Regions from separate parts of the Mus musculus genome. Here region 1 is linked to region 2. A link is a contact called in public Hi-C data. All regions are on one chromosome and are shown on one strand. Each heading gives the region's core, a stretch centred on a gene start, on an enhancer-like site or on the middle of the called end of the contact. The rest is flanking DNA. Distances are from core to core; before and after follow the strand shown.

Region 1 (3,723 bases), core at 139-2,638, 220 kb before region 2:
CTGGAGGATTTAGATTTAATGTGGCTTACATGATTAGGATTCTAGTTGTTGCGCCCAGCGATTGAGTTACCATTCTTTCTGAACTAAGTTTGTGTGGCATTTTCCTTCATACTGTCATCTGACTCAGTTCAAGAGGGAAGGTATGGTGGCAAATTGTGGATTTGCCAGATGTTCACCACAAAGGCATGGGGGTTTTAAAGCATGGGGCTGGCATCATAGCGACCTGCCAGTGGGAACTTAGTGAGCCGGGTGGAGAATTTTCAGGCCAGAGAGTCTCCACAAGATAAGAATAGGCCGGGAGACCACCAGGGCTGAGAGTAGCTGGGTATATTAAGGGAACTTGCTCTCTTTTAATATTCCCCGCAACAGTTCCTATCTCTGTAACTTCCAAGGACACAAAGGCATGGCCAAGGTGGGATGCATGAGTGGCTGTCCTTGTTCTGTACGGATATGAAGCACTTCATGCTGCAGAGAAAGGAGCTGGCAGAGCCTCCATCAGTCTGTTTGCAGAAGAGCAGCTGGCTGTAGCTTCACTGCAATAAAGTGTTAGAATTAATAGCCCTCATCTGTTCCCATTTTGCTAACCCACTACATCAAGCACCACAAAATAAATACATTAATTAAATGTCCCTCTCTTGGAGGCATTTGGAAAATGGAAAAATGTTCATTTGCAGCAGGGAGGGGGGAAAAGCAGGGAATAATTACAATCTTGAAACTTCTACAGTTGGAAGAACAATAAAAAGAGTAGAAATGACTGTAAAATAGTCTGTTCTTGGCATCACTTAATTGGCCTATTTATTTTTCTGTCTCTGAAACTGTCTTTAGTGACACCTACTGATAAGAGCCAATCGGAACCGTGGTCGAATTCCTTCAGATTGGACCTGCCAACAAACTGCTCAGCCCTCCAGATGTTACCGCTTTGTGAGAAATAAGAACTCAATAAACCAGGCTCACCCTTCCTCCTGGGGTGAACACAAAGACAGTCAGATATGGAAAATCACGGCTCAGCACCGTGAACAATGCACTCAAGTGAGGGGTTGGGGCCGGTCTTATTTGTCTTGGTGGAACAGACAGCCATGGAGCCTGATGCAAGAATTTTAGTTGGCAACTGTTCAAACTCTGACTATACATTGCAATTTTTCAACCAAAGGAAACCTGGGAGCTAGGAAAAAATGGCCTTTTAACAACAGGCATGAGACACTCATGCAAAGGGTTCGGTATGTATCTCACATGATGTTATCATGTGACCGTTCGACCTTCTGTGTTTTCCAGATTTTATCCTCTTGTGTTATGTAACAGATCAGAAAGATGCAGCAGTAAACAGCCCTACGGCACTTCCGATTTGTCGATGAATAATCTCCAGTAAGCACTTGCTGTTCCGGGAATAGAACAAAATGAGCTAGAGTGAATTAGTTCTTGTCCTCAGACCAGCGTGTCCCAATCTTTCTTAATACAGGACACACTTGTGACCTTGCTGTGGGAAAAAGAAAAAGAAATAATAAAAAATTGTGTTATCATCATTTTTCCTGGGCCAGCCCCTATCCAGCTGTCTATTCATGCAAACCTTCTTACCTTCCCTGTCTGCAGCCAAACTTGCTGAGAATACCTGATGTAGGGTCATCCAAGTACAAGATGGGAGGCCATTTTCTCATTACATAGTCCCTAGGAAGCCTTTGGCAGGCTAATATGCAGTGTATATAATGGATATTGGCGAGTTAAATGTTTATAGTATTTAATTCACTGGTTTAGTCTCATATAAATGTTTAACATTGTATCTAATATGTAATAAAATTTTTTTTGAATTCACATCTAACAAGGTCATCTTATTTGAACTTGTATTTGTGGCTGTGGCCATACCAGCTTGAATGTGCCTAATCTCACGTGAACTTACGTCTTGAATCTGGGGACATTCAGGAAGCAGCTGAGCCTTTGCCATCACTTAAGCTATCTCCCTAGCTGCTCAGTCTAGCATTCTAGAGAGAATTGCCTTTACCAATAGTTCATGTTTTTAATCTGAGTGTGGGAGACAGGACTTTTAATTTCAGCCTTACCTTCCAATTTGTATATCATTTAGATGCTAATTTATTAGAAGTAGGAACACACAGTGTTCTAGAATGTATGTAGGACAAATATTGAAAGTCTTGCTAATGGGTCACAGAACATGTAAAATTGACAATACTGAAGGATAACAACAAAATAAATGATGACTTTTTTTTTAAAGTCAACTACCATGGCTGGGCAGATTGCTTTGTGGGTAAAGACCTTGTTATAGTGAGAGGACCTAATTTTAAACCTCCCAGACCCAAAGGAGAAGCTGAGATTAGTAGCTTCACCTGTTATTCCAGTGCTTCTATAGCAAGGAACTGGGTGGGCACAGGAGAACCTTGAGGCTGGGAAACAGCAAATGGATTCTGTCTTATATGATGTAGAAGTTGAGGTTCAACATCTACTGTGGTTCTCCACCCTGTACTGTGTACTGTGGACATATGTGTGACCCTAAAGGGGGGGGGGAGGAAGGGAAGGAGGCAAGGAGTGGGGAGGGAGGGAGAGAGAGAGAGAGAACGCGCACACACACACACACACACACACACACACACACACACACACACACACACACACTGTCCTCAGAGGAAGTAAAGTAGGTGCAGAGATGTAATTGGATAGGAATAATCTCAAATGTTCTATAACATTGGGGAAAATATGGCTGATGGCAATCAGTTGAGAATTTGCATAAAGAAATGGTATGCCTGAGATGGTACATATGGGAGCATCCTTTATCTGATCATCATACACTGTATGCATATATTAAAATGCCACATCCCCAAATCTGCAAAACTGTCCACGATTACTGTGTGTCAGCTGACTTTTGTAGGCTTCCAAGTTAGAATTATTTGAGATTCAGTTTAGTGAGTCTTCAACCAGTGGTGTTCATTACTCTGAATAATATGGATATTGAGGAAGTATTCTTGTGGCTTGAGATGCTTGTCATGGAGCCTATATAAAGTGACCCTCTAAAGAGTAAAGGTTTAGGGAGACTTTCCCTGAGCCAGATACAGAGCATAGGATGGCCCTGCCTCCCCCTGCTATGCCTACACACACTGTCTCCACTCTGCACTTCTCCACTTTGAATCTGGAGGAGGGAAACAGTTTCTCTTGAAGATGACTGCCTTGCACTTGAAATGCTGTAGACGTCAAGAAGTGCATTAGATGGGGAGAGCTTCGGACAGTGGTTCTCTGCCTTCCTAATGCTGCGTGCAACCCTTTAATACGGATCCTCATAGTGTGGTGACCGCCCCCCCCACCACAAAATTATTTCATGGCCACGTCACAACTGCAATTTTGCTAGTTATGAATTGTAATGTAAAAATCTGATATGTGCCCCCCCCCCAAAGGGTCAAGGCCCATAGGTTGAAAACCATTGGTCAAAGATACTCAGAGTCTCCCAAGACAACTTAACAGATGAGCAATGCAGCAAGCAAACAATGAGGTATCAGTCAAGTGCTCTATTTCCCAGTGAAAGCTGTGAACACTTAGATGAATCTCTGTGTGAGATGCTCCTAGTTTGGAGTAGAAGCTGATATGAGTGGATCACTCGGATGACGCAAAACATGGCCTCCTTTTCAGCTTGGTGGGAAGACTTGGTAAAGGGGGACTTTTGAGGTCTCTGACAGAGAAAAGCCAGAACAGGTGCCTTCATGTAGAGGAGGACATACAGGAGACAAA
Region 2 (4,171 bases), core at 862-3,361:
TAGAAGGTGTTGCTGTTCTCTGCCCATGGGAAGAAGGAAGTGATATTTAAACTCTCATTCTGGAAAGGTCCCCATGATTGGAGGGTCACATTAAAATGGATTTGGTTTTTTTCTCCCTTGCTTCTATGTTCAGGAGCAGTAGAAGCCCAACCTGTTATCTATGTTAGTGAAGCCTGAGGCTTATGTACTTTGGGAAGCCCTTGGGAAGACAAATAGAAAGTTACACATCAAAATTCTACCCTACATCATTGGATATGACATGCAAATATAAGGGCCTTAGACATAAGCCTATTTAGTGCCTTGCTGAGCTCCCTCTGATCAGTATATAATGATCAGTAATGGTACAAGGATGGCCCCATCAGCTCATATCCACTGTCACCAACATGGTAGAAAGAGATAACAGACTCCCTCAGCTGTCTTCATGTGCACATGCATACCCATGTACACACACATAAATAAGTAAAGGAAAAAAAACTCAATATCAAGCTTTTTTAAAAATATTGAGTGGAAAGAACTAGACAAATTCTAAAGTTCTTTACATAAGTATCCTGACAAAATGTCAGAATGAGAATTTTAAATTACTAGCCAGCACTACCTTCTCCTAGTTTATCTTGTCAGTCAAAGACACATTTTTCAGCATCTTCTCAGAGTATCTGCCAAATGGTCTTTCTATTCCAAACTCTAGTCAACAATCAATGGTACCACTGTCATCTTTTTATATGGTGTATGAGTGCCTATATGGCCTCTGGCAGACACTCCATGTCCTCATTGGGAAATAAGGAGATCCTACAAAGACTTGGGTCCCTAAGGGATGGTCTGAAGAATTATAGGCACACTGGGCAATGTCTCCCTTTCTACTTCTCTACCCTGCCTGCTGTATGCTGAATAACCCCAAGATGGGATTAAAAAAAATGTTGACTTGACTAAAGTGAGACTTATCAACAGAAGCTTGATTCAATAGTCTGGTCCATGCCAAAGGAATTTCTCTCTGGCTTCCACTCTGTCTTGATGTCAATTTTCCTAGATGTCCCAGGTTTTCACCTTGAAACAAAGAAGAAATGGGGAGGAATATGAAGCATGGGGGAGAGGAAGGAAGAAAGAGGAGAGGAAAAAGGAAAGAAAAACTAGTCATTGATTCCTTATACTTTGTCACCATATCATGTTCAATGACAGAGAACACTGGCCAGCCAGCCTGGCCAGTCAGTGAGCCCCGGGTTCAGCCAGAGACCTTGTCTTGTACAAGACTGCTCTAATTTCTTGCTAGTCACATTCCTCAAGAATGAAACCAAAGTAGATTATCATGTGATATGTACTGGAGAGCCAGAAGTAGGGCTTAGTTGTCACCACATGTAACAACAATAATAACTAACAGGTTAGAAATGAGGATATTCCAAACAGTGGAATGGATTTTCTTACCATTAATAGGAATCTCATTTACAATGTTCTTTTGGGGAAGTATCGAGTTGATCGTGGAAAGTGCCATTCAGTGTGCATTTAGATGTTAGGAACATACTGGGTGGCAGACAAAGAAATTGGGGGTATTGTTTGAGGTCTGCCTCCAGCCACTGTGTGATGGTATCTTTGCTTCACCATCTTCATTTCTACAGGTTGGCAAAGGCTGCCTTTACAAGTCCCCAGTGCTGAACCTCTTGGGCTTAGTGAATTAAGCATTCTGGAGAGGAAGCTGGGTTCACTTACATATCTAAAATGGAGTATTACCATCTTCTCCCTGGGAAATTGGTATCAGGTGATGGGCATGGAAAGCTTGTAGGATGATTCTGGGTTGGACAAACAAATTCCCATGGATCTCTTTACTCTTTAACTTGTGATTACATTAAGTAAGCAACTCCCTTTATACTTTTATTCAAAAATAACAAGCTGTGTTTGGAATGCTGGTATCCACTATTTATTACGCTCTCCAACCCAAACACGAAAACATTTGTACTTCTGTTATGACTTCACCTGGTGGCTTTCATTTTCCCTAACATAAAGACGGGGTGAAGCAGAGTAATAGAAAAATAGAAAACATCTTTGTCGGAAAATGAGCTCGCAGCTGTGTAACTGGAGCACACAACCATAAATCAGAATGTCAAATCCAAAACACATGACTTCGTGCAAGTTCTCCATGTGCGCTCTAATGTGACTACAGCCTGGTTGCTATTATGATTTAAAACAAAGTCTTTCATGCTAGAAACAAAATGCGGAATGTGAGCCGCCTGGGGGAGAGAGCTGTGAGCTCGCTAGCGACAGAGTCCTTGCTGTCATTGAGGTGGGCTACAGTATTTCAAGCATGGCTTTGTCAGGTGTGAGGGAACAAGAGGATACAAGAGGAAGCTTGGCAGAGATCTTCGCATGAGGGACGAATTAGCTGGCAGTGTTCAGTGCAGCTTGACAATCCGAAATGAGCTGCATTCGCCTGCCCCCACCCAAGCAGAATCCTGAAGCCAAACACAAAGATTACAGAAGTCTCCCCTTCCTGCCCATCACATAAACAAATGGCCCAGCTGTTACTGCTAGGATCCCAGTTTTAAACTTGGACTTTCTTGTATAAACTTCAATGTAATGGTATTTAAAGTGTCATAGGCAATAAGCATCTAATCCTGCTCAATAAATTGTAGGCTCGTTGCATGAACTCCTAGAGCTGTTAGAGACAGCTGTGCTTTTTTTGTAATTTAAGTCATTCCCAAACCAGGCAGCTCTCCAGGTGTGTTTTCAGACAAACAATGTACACTAGGAAAAGTGACGTGCTGAGTCTCTAGGCAGGGGGAGAGACACAAAAGAGGAAAACCTGAGGTTTAACATGGAAAAACTCAGGGGTCCTGACCTCCCTGAGAGTAATACAGGCCCACCTTCCCTCCCTCTGCTAGGTGAATGGGAGGCCAAATACCTTTGCCAGCACAATCACTATAGTTAACTGTTGGGTCAAAGCCATCTTCAAGTACCAGGAGGGAAAATGACCATTTGGGGGTTCTCAAAACAGAGCCATCAACTTCAAGAACGAGGATTAAAAAAAAGAGGGAGATAGGTCCTCTCTCAACCTCGGTAATAGCTAAAAGGATGGGCCCCATGGTTTCTATTCCCATAGTGGTTTGGAAAGAAGCCCTCAACAGGACCAGAAGAAATTGTAAGCAGGCTTCCTTTAGTTCACCGTCATCACATAGGCCTGCAATTGGTAATTATTAACAATCAAGTGGTAATTACTTCTCAGTCATCACTAAGCGGTAAGTGAATCCTCTTCAGGTGCGTAAAAGCTTCAAGGCCGTATAGTAGTTATTCTATGACTAACTGGTACGCCTGAGTACAGACTCAGGCCAAGAAGCTGCAGCCTGGGGTTCTCCCGAGCTGTTCACTGTTGGTGTTGGCTGATTCAATGAGGCCACGGAGAGGTTTGCCTCCTGGAGTCCATACCAGAACAAAGAGCTTCTTACTGCTTTGGTTTCGCTCGACGTGCACTGCACCTGTCTGGTCTCACCCGCTCGCTCTCTGCACTGTTATGGTGTTACTGTGTGTTATCTTTCAGGCTAAATATATTTTGTGTCTGCCTCGCTGTCAACAATGCAGAGAACATAGAAAAGCAAGGAAGCAGGGAGGATTCTCTGGAGACCTTCTGGGGTGGGTAGAATTTCCTCATCAACAGGCCAGTCCTGAAATGAGTCGATTCATCTTAAGGTTCTGGAAGGCCACTCAAGCTCGCAGGTGGAAGGGGTCTCAGGCTTGCTACAGCTCAGGTGGACGACTGGGAGCTATACCTCTTGCCCCAACAGAAAACTCTGGTTCTGTGTATGAACCCCGACCTGGCACACTGTCCTGAAGTTCAATTCTCCTTCCATGGCCCTGGCACTTGTAGGGCAAAGCCTGGACTTTTATTTAACCTCTGGACTTGCCTTTTCCGGGGTTTCGGGTAGTACTCCTGTTGCTCCTCTCTGAGAATCCAAACCTCAGCAGAACACTTTATGTGGAGGGAGTGGGGTAGGGGCGAAGGGGAGGGATAAGACCATGGTCCACTTATTTTTCAGTTCATAGAGCAAAAGCCCTCAGGCATTACTCAGTTTTAAGAGGAAGCTCAACAGCTCTGCATAGATTAAAGACCAAAGCAAAGAGTCTAGAAATAACTAATCTCCCGGTGTCACTTCAAACAAGTGTGGCATACCAGATATGTGTTATCTGTCAA

The links. Hi-C and Micro-C count contacts between places; a contact is called where the count stands out from the background.
Region 1: a Hi-C map of uterus shows a contact between it and region 2. The contact joins two enhancer-like sites. A contact is called at or near these places in 3 of 484 Hi-C or Micro-C datasets (liver, nephron progenitors and uterus) and 2 of 9 other capture datasets (embryonic tail and embryonic trunk).

The regions. Positions count from the first base shown.
Region 1 is chr14:46,237,881-46,241,603 of GRCm38.p6, reverse strand. No RefSeq gene overlaps it. Among named protein-coding and RNA genes, the nearest start is that of Gm34499, 19 kb to the right of the region's middle. Within about 2 kb of position 1,388, at least 11 of the 459 cell types and tissues checked have an H3K27ac peak or open chromatin away from gene starts, as enhancers often do. A contact at or near this core is called in uterus, where this site is marked.
Region 2 is chr14:46,017,876-46,022,046 of GRCm38.p6, reverse strand. No RefSeq gene overlaps it. Among named protein-coding and RNA genes, the nearest start is that of Gm34499, 200 kb to the left of the region's middle. Within about 2 kb of position 2,111, at least 21 of the 459 cell types and tissues checked have an H3K27ac peak or open chromatin away from gene starts, as enhancers often do. A contact at or near this core is called in uterus, where this site is marked.